3 separate regions of the Mus musculus genome follow, and all the other regions are linked to region 2. A link is a contact called in public HiChIP or PLAC-seq data. All regions are on one chromosome and are shown on one strand. The core of a region is the stretch at or near the end of the contact, and the rest is flanking DNA. Distances in the headings are between cores, read along the strand shown.

Evidence for each region. HiChIP or PLAC-seq counts read pairs in DNA pulled down with a chosen protein or histone mark.
Region 1: an H3K4me3 HiChIP or PLAC-seq map of the SCID.adh cell line shows a contact between it and region 2, with 13 read pairs. The contact joins the enhancer-like site here to the promoter of Fam98b in region 2. A contact is called at or near these places in 2 of 39 promoter capture datasets (the HPC-7 cell line and embryonic stem cells), 1 of 15 datasets of contacts at CTCF or cohesin (large pre-B cells), 10 of 484 Hi-C or Micro-C datasets (the BV-2 cell line, the CH12 cell line, astrocytes and 6 more), 11 of 115 datasets of contacts at active chromatin or transcription factors (the 230-238 cell line, the SCID.adh cell line, T-cell acute lymphoblastic leukemia and 6 more) and 3 of 9 other capture datasets (embryonic stem cells, liver and pancreatic islet).
Region 3: a contact with region 2 is called in a Foxp3 HiChIP or PLAC-seq map of regulatory T cells, with 8 times the contacts expected there. The contact joins the enhancer-like site here to the promoter of Fam98b in region 2. A contact is called at or near these places in 6 of 39 promoter capture datasets (the 3T3-L1 cell line, embryonic stem cells, hippocampal neurons and 2 more), 1 of 15 datasets of contacts at CTCF or cohesin (CD8 T cells), 1 of 484 Hi-C or Micro-C datasets (CD8 T cells), 13 of 115 datasets of contacts at active chromatin or transcription factors (the 230-238 cell line, CD8 T cells, the SCID.adh cell line and 7 more) and 2 of 9 other capture datasets (adipose tissue and liver).

Annotation. Positions count from the first base shown.
Region 1 is chr2:117,404,361-117,407,060 of GRCm38.p6, forward strand. No RefSeq gene overlaps it. Among named protein-coding and RNA genes, the nearest start is that of Gm13982, 12 kb to the right of the region's middle. Within about 2 kb of position 1,336, at least 46 of the 459 cell types and tissues checked have an H3K27ac peak or open chromatin away from gene starts, as enhancers often do. A contact at or near this core is called in the 230-238 cell line, the CH12 cell line, the SCID.adh cell line and 4 more, where this site is marked.
Region 2 is chr2:117,248,488-117,251,187 of GRCm38.p6, forward strand. It overlaps Fam98b (family with sequence similarity 98, member B), which reads left to right and starts at 1,252. Exons shown (of 8, transcript NM_026620.3): 1 at 1,252-1,351. The coding sequence starts at 1,281.
Region 3 is chr2:117,458,617-117,461,367 of GRCm38.p6, forward strand. No RefSeq gene overlaps it. Among named protein-coding and RNA genes, the nearest start is that of Gm32137, 20 kb to the left of the region's middle. Within about 2 kb of position 1,300, at least 9 of the 459 cell types and tissues checked have an H3K27ac peak or open chromatin away from gene starts, as enhancers often do. A contact at or near this core is called in regulatory T cells, where this site is marked.

The DNA of each region.
Region 1 (2,700 bases), core at 86-2,585, 160 kb after region 2:
CTTTCACAGCCTTCTCTGTAATGCTCCTTGAGTCTTAAGTGTAGGGATTGTATTGTAGATGTGAGCTATTCGTTATATTGTTGCCAGTTGTGGATGTCTGTAATGGTCTCCATTTGCTACAAAAAGAAGCTTCTTTGATGAGGGATGGAAGCTACACTTTCCTTTGAGTGTAAGCATACATATTTATTTTTGTTTTTGTAACAGGGAACTTCATTTCAGTGACATAAACTATAAACTGGCCCAAATCTAGCCATGGCCATTCCTTAGAATTATGTTGCTGTAAACTGGCGAGGTCACTCGCTGGCTGTTCATTGTACTTCCCCTTGGGTTATGCTTTGTAGTTTGACCTCTCTAAGGGTCCTGAGACTTCAGTCTAGAGGAAGTTCAGATTCTTGGTAAGGCAAAATCCCTTGGAGGAGATGATTTTGGTTCTTCAGACGAGAGATTAATGTACTAGAAAGGAAAGAAGAGCTGGTCCTGTTGTCAGAAGAGGCTTATATGACTAAGGACATAGTTGCCTACTCCCATGGGTTTTACCCCCCATGTCTCCATCAAACGTTCAGGTTCCCACTCCTTGCTAGTTAACATCCAAACTTTAATGTGGGAAAACCCAATAAGATAGGAAATTGATTTGTATTGCAATTTGTCCATTTGTGGAACAGATTTTAGATGTGGTTTTTGAAAATGATGTTCTGGGTATAGGAGATTATTCTGACTACCATAAATTTCAATTCCATCATGAAGATCTAGAGCTAGAAATGAAAGCTTTCAGATCATCATTTTTATTTCCTAAGTCCTCAAGCATACATAGAGTCAAGCAAACAAAACTTTGGGTGTTGACTTTGTATTTATGAGTCAGAGTTTAATATAAATGCAAATCACTCTGAATGATCCTGAATCATTTAAGAATAAGTGAGATATTTTAGGAATTTGATCTTACACAATTATGGGAGCTCTTAAAGAGTTTATGTGCAGTTGTTCCAGCTATGTGGCTACATATCTAAATACACACATGAGTATATGCAGATATGTTACACATGTATGTTTAGCATGCATATCTAATATACTGTCATGAATAAACATATAAGTTTAGATGTATGGCAAATTTGTAGTTCTTAGCAAAAAGAGTGGCTTAAGATAATTTGTAGCTCTCTCAATACAAATTCTGAGAAAAGCCAAATAAAATGTCCAAATTTCTATGAAAAAGAGAGCTGAGCTTGCAAGAAAAAAACAGGAAATACTTCCTTCCCAGAAATAAAAAGGGAACTGAAAAGCAGTGCAGTGAGCCTGTCTGTGTGAGCACTGTGAGCCTGTGTAGCAGGCAGTGAGCCTGTCTGTGTGAGCACTGTGCGCCTGTGTAGCAGGCAGTGAGCCTGTCTGTGTGGCAGTGCAGTGAGCCTGTGTAGCGGTGGTGGCCTCTCAGGAGTTATTTGTATCTGGGTTGAGGGGTGTGGGCTCTGGGAACCACAGGGTATAAAATAAGAATATAGAACTTTCATGATGTGTATGGGTTTGGGGGGGGGGGTGAATTGCAGGTTTCTGAAAAGGCCCAAAGATTGTGAGGCTAAGGCTAGACTACTAATCATGGACAAAAGAAAGAAGAAAGAAAAGAATGGGGGGAGGGGTAGAGTGACAAGCAGTGGCAAGAGGCACCACTGAAAGGACATCTCTTTCATCCTTCTTCGTGAATTAAAGAAAAGGAAAGGAAAGGGAAGGGAAGGTAAGGTAAGGGAAGGGAAGGGAAGGAAAGGAAAGGAAAGGAAAGGAAAGGAAAGGAAAGGAAAGGAAAGGAAAGAAAAGGAAACGAAAGGAAAGGAAAGGAAAGGAAAAGAAATAACCCTAACGAAAGATGATGGCACCATTGTTCTAGAGCTTGTATGGGCATGGAATCCAAATTTTACTGTCTACGTGGTCCAGGGATCCAGAAAGTAAAATAAATATGTGAGACTTCAGGATCAAAGACTAGGCAGTGATGTAGACAGTAAAAATACCAGCAGGGTATTGAGGATATAATTTCAAGTTGGATTTAACATAGAGGAAAGTGATTATATGTAGTGTAGGGATTTGTTGAATTTGAAAGGTTTTAATTTTCTTTCATTATTGATATGGAAGTAAGAAAGACTAGTTGAATAAATTTTTGTTGATGTATCTTGAATTTTGGGGGTTGTTTAAATGTCAATATAGAAATGATGCAGAAACCAGAAGAAGGCAGAAGAGAAAGGAGAGTATGTGAGAAATTCAACAGAAATACAGAAAAGAAAATGGGAATAAAAAACAGGGCTGTGCTGACGAGATGGCTCGGTTGGTGAAGTGTTCACAATCAGGCCTGACAAGCTGAGCTTACTCCCTTGTGCCCACAAAGTAGAAGGAAAGGAATTGGCTCCACAAGTAAGAAGTACAAAGTGACGTTATAGGAATAGATCCAAACAAATATCACAGCAATCATACATGGAAACTTGTTAAATTCATGCAGAGATTTAGACTGCATTAAGAAAAATCAATTTCATAGTATACTTACTGTAATGATTTCAAGATATAAATAATAATATATCAACTACACTACAGGATAGGCTCCACACTAAGGAGTAGTTGGCAACACAAACTGGAGTAGAAGGTTGCTTTGAAGAAACAGAGATGGAGGGAGGGAGGGAGAGAGAGAGAGAGAGAGAGAGAGAGAGAGAGAGAGAGAGAGAGAGAACA
Region 2 (2,700 bases), core at 2-2,501:
CACACACCTTTAATCTGGGCTACACCTTCTGATGGAGACCATTTAAGGACATTGAAAGAAGGGAGTCTCACTTTCTCTCCTTCGCGCCTGCTTGCCATGTGGGACTGAGCAACTGCTAGGTCCTTGGACTTCCATTCACAGCTGTTACTGACCATTGTTGGGAGTTGGACTGTAGACTGTAAGTCATCAATAAATTCCTTTACTATATAGAGACTACCCATAAGTTCTGTGACTCAAGAGAACCCTGACTAATACACCTTCCCCTTCCTTCTCTCCCTCTTCCTCTCCTTCCATCTTTCTTTCTTTCTTTCTTTCTCTCTCCCTCCCTCCCTCCCTCCCTCCCTCCCTCCCTCCCTCCCTCCTCTCTCTCTCTCTCTCTCTCTCTCTCTCTCTCTCTCTTTCTTTCTTTCTTTCTTTCTTTCTTTCTTTCTTTCTTCTTTTGCTGTTTGTTTTGTGAGCCAGTGTCTTACTTTGTAGCTCTGGCTGGCCTGGAGCTCACTGTATAGACTAACCTGGCCTTGAACTCAGGAGAAACATTGACTCCTGGGTGCTGGGATTAAAGGCATGTTGTGGCCTTGCTTTTATTTCTTATGGATGTTTCTACTGCATCTGGAGCTGTACCTTTTGTTGCTAATACATTCATAAATGACCAGCAACACAATACAAAATCTTGAATATGTATTTGAAGTGGTTCTGCAGATAGATGAACACAACAACTCACTTATTTGGTTCTATATTCATAATGAAATGATACCCTAGATCTCTTCTTATTAGAGCACTGGCACATGTATTGGCTCAATGGACTTATGTATATAGACATCCTGTTACTTTTTAGCTGGAGATCATTATAGTTTCCTTTTGGGATTTTTGTTATAAAAAGCAAGATGTATGTGTGTGGGGGCGACTGGAAAGTTGGCTCATTGGTTAAGAATGTGGCTGCTCTTTCAGAGGGCTTGATCTGTTGCCCTCTGCTGGTTTCCGGAGCATCTACACACACCTGACACACACCATAAACAAAAATTAAAAAATCTAAGGTGGGGTAGTATTCAACACCTACAGTAGAATCATGATAGTAAAAGATAGTGACTTCACATGGATAAGATCTAACACAAAGATGCTTATTTATTTTTTAAAAGTCTATTGTTGCAAACATGGCTTTTACGTTGCACCAAGCAGGGACTCCTCCACGGTTGCCACGGCTACAAGTCCCGGAACCTTGGCGTGCTGACGCTGGTTTCCGGCGGGATTTTTAGTGACGAACAGCTTTGGACCAAGCGACCATGAGAGGGCCAGAGCTCGGGCCCGAAACCAGCATGGAAGGGGACGTTCTGGACACCTTGGAGGCGCTGGGGTGAGTGTTCTCGTGGACAACTTCTCAGAGGAGAGGACGCTGGCCCTGCGCGTGGCCGCTGTGGCACGGGCGTGCGCTTCTCCCCGGAGCAGGCCTTGTGTACCGGGCGGTGCGCAGGCCTCTGCGCTCCGGGTAGCCGGGACCCTGGGAGCCGGCGGGAACGAGCGGCTGCAGCGAGAGGCCTGGCTGTGCCGGCCGTTTTCCCTCTTTCATTACATTCAGCCTGCAGCCGGCTCCTCCCGGGCCTCGGGGGGGTGGGGGGGGGAGCCCTTTGTATGGACGTAGATCCTGCTCCCGCCGCACCGCAGTTGCGTCTGGACTGTTGTGTCGCGCATGCTGCTCAAATCGGTGGCTTACTCAGGGCTGGGGGAGGACTCACTCCCGCTTCTTAGACTGAAGACTCTTAGTTAAGTGTGAACCCCTGCATTTAACCTTCTCCATTCCTTAAAGCACGTTTGTGTGGTAGGCAGGGAGAAACGACAGTTTTCAGAACGTCGTTACCACTTTAGGTGTTAAGAGGAACCCCGGGGTGGCGGTGATGAGGCGATCTGGACAAGCAGTGTTACTCCCCTCCATCCTGGTGTTCTTCCCAGCGCTTGCTCTTTTTACCTGTTTGTCACATGAACTTCACCCAGAGTTTGAGAAACTTGTCAACTTTCTTCACTGATGGACTCCTCCTGGCAACATACTAGAGTGGGGCCTGTCACAGCGATTGAAGAAAAAGTTCAGAGGAGGGTGTGTACTTGTGAGCAAAGGTCCAAACGGTTGAGGGTTAATAAACGGATCCTTTCCCCAACGTTGGCGCCATCTGCACAGACGTTTACCTCCTTAAGGTGGTTTCATTTTAGGGTAACTGCTCCTAAAGAAGTTTGAAACTATCATGCCTGGTTCCCTTATTTTCGTTCCCTCAAACTATTTTGTTCTTTTTTTTTCTAGCAAGTGTTAACTTTTGTTGCACCCTGATAATGCATACTTTGCTGCTACTCAGCATAACAGAACCTTGAATTTACTTGATCTTGAATAAAATGTTTGTTAAATAAAAAAACAGAACCAGCACGACAACATCAGGGCTATTTGTATTTCTATGAAATTTTCTTAACCCTGCAGGGGAAATATAACTAATACGAAGTTAAAATACCTTGGTGTGCGTAGGCTCCAGCTTGGATCCCAGACATTTACAATTTTTGGGATCTTGTAGCCATTTATGAAGTGCGAAGACAGTGGTTTTATTCTTCTTTGATTCCTGAAACATATTGTTTCTACCATAGCATTTAAGAAAGTGAAATTTGCTCTAATGTTGACATTTACTGAGAGACATTTGTTTCACATTATTCAATATGAGAGTTAAA
Region 3 (2,751 bases), core at 50-2,549, 210 kb after region 2:
GTCCCCAGGAGCTCACAGGATTCCCAGGAAAGCACAGGCCACAGCAGCAAAGGGACCATTCACCCTGTGCTGTTTGCTCATTCCATCTCTCTGGTCGGTCTAAGCATAAACAATGCAGTTGTGCTCTAGGATTTGGAGCTTGATCGTAATCTCAGTAGTGTAGGTGGTTACCAGTGTTCTGTGTATTAGTAGTTTAGGTGGTTCTCAGTAGTGTAGGTGGTTACCAGTGTTCTGTGTATCAGTAGTGTAGGTGGTTCTCAGTAGTTTAGGTGGTTACTAGTGTTCTGTGTATCAGAGTTTAGGTGGTTCTCAGTAGTTTAGGTGGTTACCAATGTTCTGTGTGTCTAATAGGAGAACATGGAGACCCACAAGGAGAAACTTTATCCTATCAGTCACTTGACATGCATGTCATGGCTTTGAGACACACAGATATATTGAAGGCAAGCTGGTAGGAAGCAATAAAGGACTCAGGAAGGAGATGACAGGCAATGTGGAAGTTCCAAACTTTGGGTTCTTTCCCACACCCTTTTAGTTGTTAAAATTTTCATAGGTGTCTGCTGTCCAGTGTGATGGATTTTCTAATGACATTTTCAGCAACACATATCTCCTATTTGGCCGTATTCACCTCATCATCTTTTCCCACTTTTGCCCCTCCCTCCCTCTCCCTTCCCTCCTCTCGTCACCCCTTCTACTCTCATGTTAGGTGTAAGTGTTATAATCCAAGTTCTCGTATGAGAGAATGGATACACATCTGTCTTTCTGAGTCAAACTTAATTTGCTTACTGTAGTGATCTTCAGGTCCGTCCATTTTCTATGTAAATTATATACTTTTGTTCTTTATGGAAGAATAAAATCCCATTGTGTTCTTATAAAATAGTATGAGGAACTTAAAAGGGATACATTCTGAGTCCAAGGGTAGAGAGGTTCACTGCACAAACTTGGTGATGAATCCTTAGAGGGATGCCTTTCCTACTTTCTTTCTACACACTCTCTCCCCCTTCCTCCTTCCTTCCTCCTCCCTCCTTCATTCCCTCCCTCCCTTCCTCTCTCTCTCTCCCTTCTTCCTTCCTTCCTTCCTTCCTTCCTTCCTTCCTTCCTTCCTTCCATCCACTCTTCCTTCCTTCCTTCCTTCCTTCTCTGTCTGTCTGTCTGTCTGTCTGTCTGTCTGTCTGTCTGCAAGTACAAGCTATGAGTTACTCTGCTAGGTGCTGAGGTTCACTTGTGATCATGCCAGATGTGCGTGGAAGCAGACCTTCTTTCATTCTGATATTTTCCTTCTGTGAGAGAGACTTCCTGAACTCATAGTGTTTGGGGAGGGGACAGGAAGAGCGAACTCTCAAAGGAAGGTGCATGAGTACCCAGCAGAGGACAGAGGACAGAATCTGCAAACATTGATTATTGCAGAAAGATGCTTCACCACTGATTCATGGCTTGTGAGTTTCAAGTAAAACTTTTTGTGGTTTCTAAACCATTTTCTATCTCATTTTCAATTTTGAGCTAGCCTCCACCAGAGAACACTCTGACATCCAAACAAACAGAATAAATGATTAAACAGACTGTCAATGAGGCGAATATGTCCACTGACCCAAGTTAAAAGGTGACAGATTCCAATTATGCTTAAAACATTCCCCTGGCGCACTGAGCCAACACTGGTGCCTTTTGCTGATATAAATGATCAGAATTCTTCAAGCTTGATTGTAGCTCTACCACGTGGAAGTGGAATTAAATGTTAACTTTTAATACTATTTTATTTTTATTTGTGTGTGTGTGTGCATGTGTGTGAGCGCACACGCATGCATGTCAGTGCTCACAAAAGTCAGAATCAAATACCCTGGAGCCGGAGTGACAGGTGGTTGTGAGCCATTCACATGGATGCTGGGAACAAAATGCATGCAACTTCTCAGGATCAGTTGGCTCAGGATTGCAAAATTCATCAAAGGCAGGAAGGGGAGTTTCCTGATTCCTCATACCTTCATCATCTCTGCCTACATGTTATTCTCTTTTTCCTGTGATTGCATGTGTGTCCTGCATTCCCATCCTCCTTCTGGAGGTACTTGCTCTACTGACTCTCCTCTCCTTGGATACCTATGTCTTTCTCCATCTTTGCTCCTATTTTTCTTTGCTAAGACACAGAGCATCTCAGATTGTAGATTATATTTGCTCTGAGCTAGACTGCTTGTGGTCCTTGGATGACATTACTTCTGCTATGCCTGTGTCTATAATGGTTTGGAGGAAAGTGTCCTACTGGATCTTCCAAGTCTAGCCAACAGCAATAGTTGTGCTGAGAACATCTTCGAAGGTAAACTCTGGATGATACAGGTCTCAAGTCACAACAGCAACTCTCAATCACTCTGGAAGTGTTCATGAATGGCTTCCAACTGTTCCATCATCTCAGTACCAAGTGCCAGTAACTCTAGAAGAATAAAATCTGACAGAATCCCAACTTACCTCTTTAACCAATCAATCTTCATTCTGCTTGACTTCTGGAATGGAAGAGAAAGCTGAGAAGTTACATCATTTAATAAGGCATGAGTATAATCCACAGTTGGTCTGGGTGCCTTTTAAGCCAATGTACTTCTGTAAGTGTGTTATTTGGGTTTTGAGGGAGAGGTGTAGAGAAGAGAATTACATCATGGACTTACTTGGAAAAAGCCTTCACATTTTATTTAATAATGAGCCAGACTGTGAGGTCCCCAGATAAGCTGCTCATGGATATTAGAGTTATTTTGATTGACATAGAACCAGACATAA